Regions from separate parts of the Mus musculus genome. Here region 1 is linked to region 2. Evidence: chromatin contacts called from public Hi-C data. All regions are on one chromosome and are shown on one strand. Each heading gives the region's core, a stretch centred on a gene start, on an enhancer-like site or on the middle of the called end of the contact. The rest is flanking DNA. Distances are from core to core; before and after follow the strand shown. Region 1 overlaps AU040320 (expressed sequence AU040320). Region 2 has its middle 19 kb from the start of Gm46870.

Region 1 (2,856 bases), core at 19-2,518, 200 kb before region 2:
GGATATGGCTACGCTTGCTGGCCAGATCTGAAGCAACTATAAGTTGCTCAGGAAACCTTGAGTGGAAGAGAGTCAGGGTGCACTATCTGTAGCCTGATTTTGAACACAGATGAGACCCAGTGTGTCTCAGCCACTATCCTTCCTAGAGGCAAGGCAAGGGCTGACTGTCTTCCCAGGACCCTTCCCAAGATAGAGGCCATGCCTGAGACTGACCTAGGGCCCATCAGTCCTGCCCACTCCCACCCTTCCCTACCACAAAAACAAGCTTCTGTTTAAGGAGGACATTTATTGCTGAAACCCTGAGAAGTGTGCCGACATCGCCTCACCTTCCCTGGATTTTCAGATAAAGCCTGAGGGTCAACTTACAAAAATAAACTGTTTTCTGCATCTCCATGCTGATGAGACATCATGACTCACGCTATTGCTGTGCTCAACTTCCCATGGAACCCTGGTCGGTCATGCACAAAGGAGCAGGTGCTGGGCCCAGGCTCTGCCTGCCTGACACACTGCTGTATGGCTCGGGGCAAGCCTGCCCTCTCTGGGATGGAGGCCTTGCAGGCGGGGCTCACCAGGCTTCACTTCCACTGTCGTCCGGTCTGTGTCGCTCTCGCCCTTTGCATCTGTCACTTTCAGGTGAAACGTGTAGGTCCCCTCCACCAGGTTGGAGAGGAAGAGGACAGGGTGGTGGTCAGAGTGATTCAGCACCTCCTGGGGGCGGGAACGACATGGCTGTGCTCTGGGACAGAACGCCACCCCTTTCTTGGAGTTAGCTATTGCTTGAGCCACACAGCTCTGCTGGTGGACAGTCACCGCACTGCCCGCCACAGCTCCTAGGGTCAGGAGAGCCAAGCCCCTGAGCACAGCAGTTGTAGAATGACCCACGGGAAGGCCTCCCTGACTCCAGAGCACAATCTCAGTCTGATATCGGGGCCTGCATGGCTAAAAAAGATCCTGGAGGGTAGGAACCCCCTCTTCACCTCCCCCCTGCCCCGTCACATCCTGACACACTCACTCACCCCTGCGGCTGGGCTCGTCTCATCTCGAGTCCACAGGTAGCTGACTATCCCCTTGTCATCTGAGGACCTCGAGCCATCCAGCTCAGCTGTGCTCGTGGGCAAGGTCACCACCACGTTCCCAGCGATCTTGGCTACTGGCGGTTTGTTTATTTCTAACCAAGGAGACATCAACGACATAATGTGACATTCTGGGAAAGCAAGGCTTCACGTGCAGAGCTGCTGAGGAGCTCAGCACAGAGAGCACCTCGAATAGGGAGCTGTTAGTGCTTATCCAAGAGTGCAGAGCAAAAGCCACGCAGAGGGGACAGCATGCCTCCCTCCTGTGGCTCTACAGCAGGTCTCCACTTTAAAGGAATTTAGTGACTAGAAATGAAGACCAGGGTGCTTAGAACCAGAGGCTCAGGCTTTGCTAGTTAACAGCATAACCTCCTTTCAAGCGCTACTCTTGGTGTGTCTTCTCTCCTTGTGCTTCATAAGAAAAAGAAGAGTGTGACCCCTCTAAGCTGCGGCCCCACAGACTCTATGGCATGGAAGGTCGTCTTGCCAGGGTGTTCCTCAGCTTAGTCAGCACAATTCTGTTTGGATGTCACCCGCTGACGAGGTGACTTTTCTACTACCAGTCCATGGCCTCTCCCAAGTCCTCCCCAGACCCTGTGAAGCCAAGAGGACAAGGCAGATAGATGTTGGCCAGAGGCTGCAGTGCAGCCGCCATCCCAGCTCCTGCCAGCAGGTGTCACTGTAGCTATCAGAGAGTCACAGAAGCCCAAGGACTTAGCATAGAGGCAAAAGCAAAATGCAAAGCAAATAGCTGTCAGTGCTTTCCATTTCATGTAAGAAGGAAGAGCAGGAAGGCGGCGTGGGGCTGGGGCCAGCGGGAAGGGAAAGGGGCTTTAGAATCAGCAGCCACTCTCAAAGCTCCCTTCCCGGAGACTGCTTTTCCTATTTGCCTCTAAATCAATCCTGTACCACATAAGACAGGGCGGACTCCTGGGCTATCCCAGGAATAGATAGACCCACTAGGCTGCTGCACATGCCCACAGCAAGACGCACCTTCTTTGACAATGACATTAACGGAGCTCTGGCTCTGTAGGTTCCTCTCATCTTTGACAGTCAAGGTGAATACATAAGTCCCGACTTGCAGCCCAGTCACAGTGGCGACACTGCTGTTGGCATTCTCCAGCTGCACCCCGTCAGGTCCCCTAGACGAGAGAGTAATCAGAGGGCGGAGTCGTACCTGTCTGCTGCTCCCCTGGCAGCAGGAAGAACAATTATTACCTCAACTGAGACAGGAACAATTGTTTCCCAAACCCTGACAGGAAATGTTTAAAAATATTCCGTTTGGAAAGTATCACTTGGTCCTAAAACACAGGCTACTTCTGGTCAGAAAATTCCACTCCTCAGCTGTCAAGCACATCTCGGCTTGTCTTTTATATGAGCTTCTAGAGCATTCCACCCTTATTATTCTGGCTTATATAAGCAGTAAGTCCTCTGAGCAGCTCTGGGATCAATAGGGGGCTCTAGGATGAGGCTTCTGAAAAGCGTTTCTGGCCCCGTAGCTAGTGTGCTAGCAAAGCAGCACACTGCACTTCTTATCCACAGCCCTGAGCCGCCCTTCAGCCCACCCTGGAGAGAAGTCAGGGAAGGATGCAGGCCAAGGGGGCCAAGGACCTCTCAGGATGAAGCCATCTTCTCTCCATATCGCAGACTCCTCTAGCCCTTGGACAGCGCCACAAAACACCAGGACACTAACTACATCCTGCCTCCTTCGCACTGAGTCTCAGCACAGCGGCCTGCAGCAGGCTTCTGGCCAGCACACAGGCAAGGGCTGCACACATCCAGA
Region 2 (2,873 bases), core at 110-2,609:
ACAACTGAGAAATCTCAGCTTTGATCTGAATTTAAACAACTTGCAACCAGGCAGTGGTGGCCCATGCCTTTAATCCCAGCACTCGGGAGGCAGAGGTAGGCAGATCTCTGAGTTGGAGGCCAGCCTGGTCTACAGGTGTGTCCTGGGCAGCCAGAGCTACATAGACAAACCATGTCTCAAATAAATAAATAAATAAATAAATAAATAAATAAATAAATAAATAATAGACAACTCCATCTACCTGACCTGTTCCCACTCTTTTCCAACTCACTATACACATCTCATATAAATAGTCCTTTCAAAATACAAATATGGCCAGGCATGGTAGCACAAAGTAGAACCAGGAGACCTCGGAATTCTAAAACTACTTTGGGTTACAAACCAAATTTAAGACAAGCTAGGCTACCCTGGGCATTTGAACCTGATGCTATCTGCTAAGGTACCCTCTTCTACCCTCATTTCCTGTCTATGCTGGACTCCTTGTCCTTCAGGTCTGAACTCATCCTTTTCCTTCTTTTTTTTTTTTTTTTTTTTAAGATTTATTTATTTATTATTATATGTAAGTACACCGTAACTGTCTTCAGATGCACCAGAAGAGGGCGTCAGATCTCATCACGGGTGGTTGTGAGCCACCATGTGGTTGCTGGGAATTGAACTCAGGACCTTCGGAAGAGCAGTCAGTGCTCTTACCTGCTGAGCCACCTCTCCAGCCCCATCCTTTTCCTTCTTAAAGCCATCACCTCATTTACCACCATCTCTACCACCCATCCCACTTCTACCACCCACCACCACCCACTGGCTACTCTTCCAGAAGGTTCTGAGTTCAATTCCCAGCAACCACATGATGGCTCACAACCATCTGTACTGCTACAGTGTACTCATATACATTAAATAAATAAATAAATCTTTTTAAGAAAGCAAAAACAAAAAAGCAAAACAAACAAACAAGCAAAAACAACAATGAAAATATGTGAAGAGGTTGCTTGGAAAGCCAGAATGACCTGAATAACTGCCTGAATCATGGTCATACTCACAGGCACCACGGGCCCCCGGTAAAGCGTGTTTTACATTCCCGACCACAGTCCTGCCTCAAGGTAAGTGGTCACATCCCCGCTTTGCAGATGAGGCAAAAGTTCAGTTTGCCCGAACTCTCATAGTAAATGACTGGCAGGCAAAGGTCAGACCCAACTCTGAACCCAAAGTCTTTTCTTGCTCTTGATGTTTCTATGCCCATCTTTGCTCCTGGGATAGACTGGAGGGACAGAGCCTACCGTGCCAAGGAGCCAGGGAGCCCATGAGTAGTTTCCACACTTAGTGTCGCCATGGCACCCATCCTGTGTGTGCTGACAGTTTGACAACTTACACGGCAGCTGGTTTGCTTGGAGGAGATCTCCGTTAATTAAAGTAGCAGAAAGGGAGAACAGCCTGAACCATGTTGTTGGGTAATTAATGCAGAAGAGGGCCCAGGCGGCCAGAATGCTCAAGAGCTACCTGCCAGAACCCAGCCCACAGCGACTGCTTGGTTCCTCTAGCCACAAGCCGCTGCTGTCTGATGACCTCATGGATGAGAGGACAAGTTGTCCTCTGGACCAGATCCTGATCACTCCTCTGGTTCCCCTCACCCCACCCCCCAGCCTCTTTGAACTGTCCATCTTTCCTGGGAGATATCCAGGAAGACAAGCTGGAGCTAGTGCATCCAGGACACAGAGTTTAGGAATAAGAAGTAAGTGTTCCCAGCTACCTCTGCCCCATCAGGCTGTCTGTCAAAGGTGTTGCGCTTGTCTCAGGATAAGATCTCAAATCAACCTGTTTCAGTACCCAGCACACAGGCATGAAATGAATGTGGCCCCAAGAGCAGCATCCGCCCAGGGCTTCCATTTGCCTCCCTTTCCAGACCACCATCCTGGTCCTGGATCTCACCCGACTAGGGGTTTTCATTTCTTTCATGTCCTTTCTTCTATTTCGTTATTACCATAACCCCAGCAGTGCAAAGAGAAAGAAAGTTCTCTGTTTTGCAAATGGATTCACTGAAGTTCTTAGCTGTGAGGCCATTTGTCAAGGACAAAGGAGGTCTCCCCTTCTTTCTCAAGAGGCTGTGCTTCAGCCAGGTTTCCAGCCATCTGGATCAATATCATGTTGGGTTTTTTTTTTTTTTTTTTTTTCTGGTTTTCATTTCTCCTTTCTCCTTTTGGAGACAGCTTAGTTTGCTTCCCAGGCTGGGCTCATGTTCCTGAATTATATAATTCACGAGGCTCTGCTGCCCAAGTGCTGGGACTGCAGGTCTGGACCACTGCCTCTGGTCTTGCTTTTCTGTTTTTAACAAACTTCATTTGGAAGGCAGAGGTGGAGGAACCTCTGAGTTTCAGGCCAGCCTGGCTACACAGAGAAATTCTATCTCAACACACACACACACACACACACACACACACACACACACACACAAACATGTCCACACACCTATATGTATATATGTGTGTATGAATTTATACACACACACACATGCACACACATATGTATATATTAATTTATACACACAAGTGTATACACACACACACATATATATATGCATATATATGAATTTGATGTTGTGCATTTACTTTTGTGGCAGTTCCAATCATCAAACCCAGGGCTTGTGCATGCTCGACAAGTGTTCTATCTCGCAGTTACAGAAATGTCTCATCCGGGCATGGTGGCACACGCCTTTAATCCCAGCACTCAGGAGGCAGAGGCTGGCGGATTTCTGAGTTCGAGGCCAGCCTGGTCTACAAAGTAAGTTCCAGGACAGCTAGGGCTACGCAGAGAAACCCTGTCTCAAAAAACAAAAAAACAAAAAACAAAACAAAAGAAATGTCTCATCACTGTACATCTGACTT

What was found. Hi-C and Micro-C count contacts between places; a contact is called where the count stands out from the background.
Region 1: a contact with region 2 is called in a Hi-C map of cortical neurons, with 3 times the contacts expected there. The contact joins two enhancer-like sites. A contact is called at or near these places in 9 of 484 Hi-C or Micro-C datasets (the C2C12 cell line, the G1E-ER4 cell line, bone marrow-derived macrophages and 4 more), 13 of 115 datasets of contacts at active chromatin or transcription factors (bone marrow-derived dendritic cells, craniofacial prominence, embryonic basal ganglia and 7 more) and 4 of 9 other capture datasets (adipose tissue, embryonic stem cells, liver and 1 more).

Annotation. Positions count from the first base shown.
Region 1 is chr4:126,838,958-126,841,813 of GRCm38.p6, reverse strand. AU040320 (expressed sequence AU040320) reads right to left here. Exons shown (of 21, transcript NM_133886.2): 13 at 2,067-2,215; 14 at 1,017-1,168; 15 at 570-708. Among named protein-coding and RNA genes, the nearest start is that of Gm25604, 21 kb to the left of the region's middle. Within about 2 kb of position 1,268, at least 43 of the 459 cell types and tissues checked have an H3K27ac peak or open chromatin away from gene starts, as enhancers often do. A contact at or near this core is called in cortical neurons, where this site is marked.
Region 2 is chr4:126,638,042-126,640,914 of GRCm38.p6, reverse strand. No RefSeq gene overlaps it. Among named protein-coding and RNA genes, the nearest start is that of Gm46870, 19 kb to the right of the region's middle. Within about 2 kb of position 1,359, at least 6 of the 459 cell types and tissues checked have an H3K27ac peak or open chromatin away from gene starts, as enhancers often do. A contact at or near this core is called in cortical neurons, where this site is marked.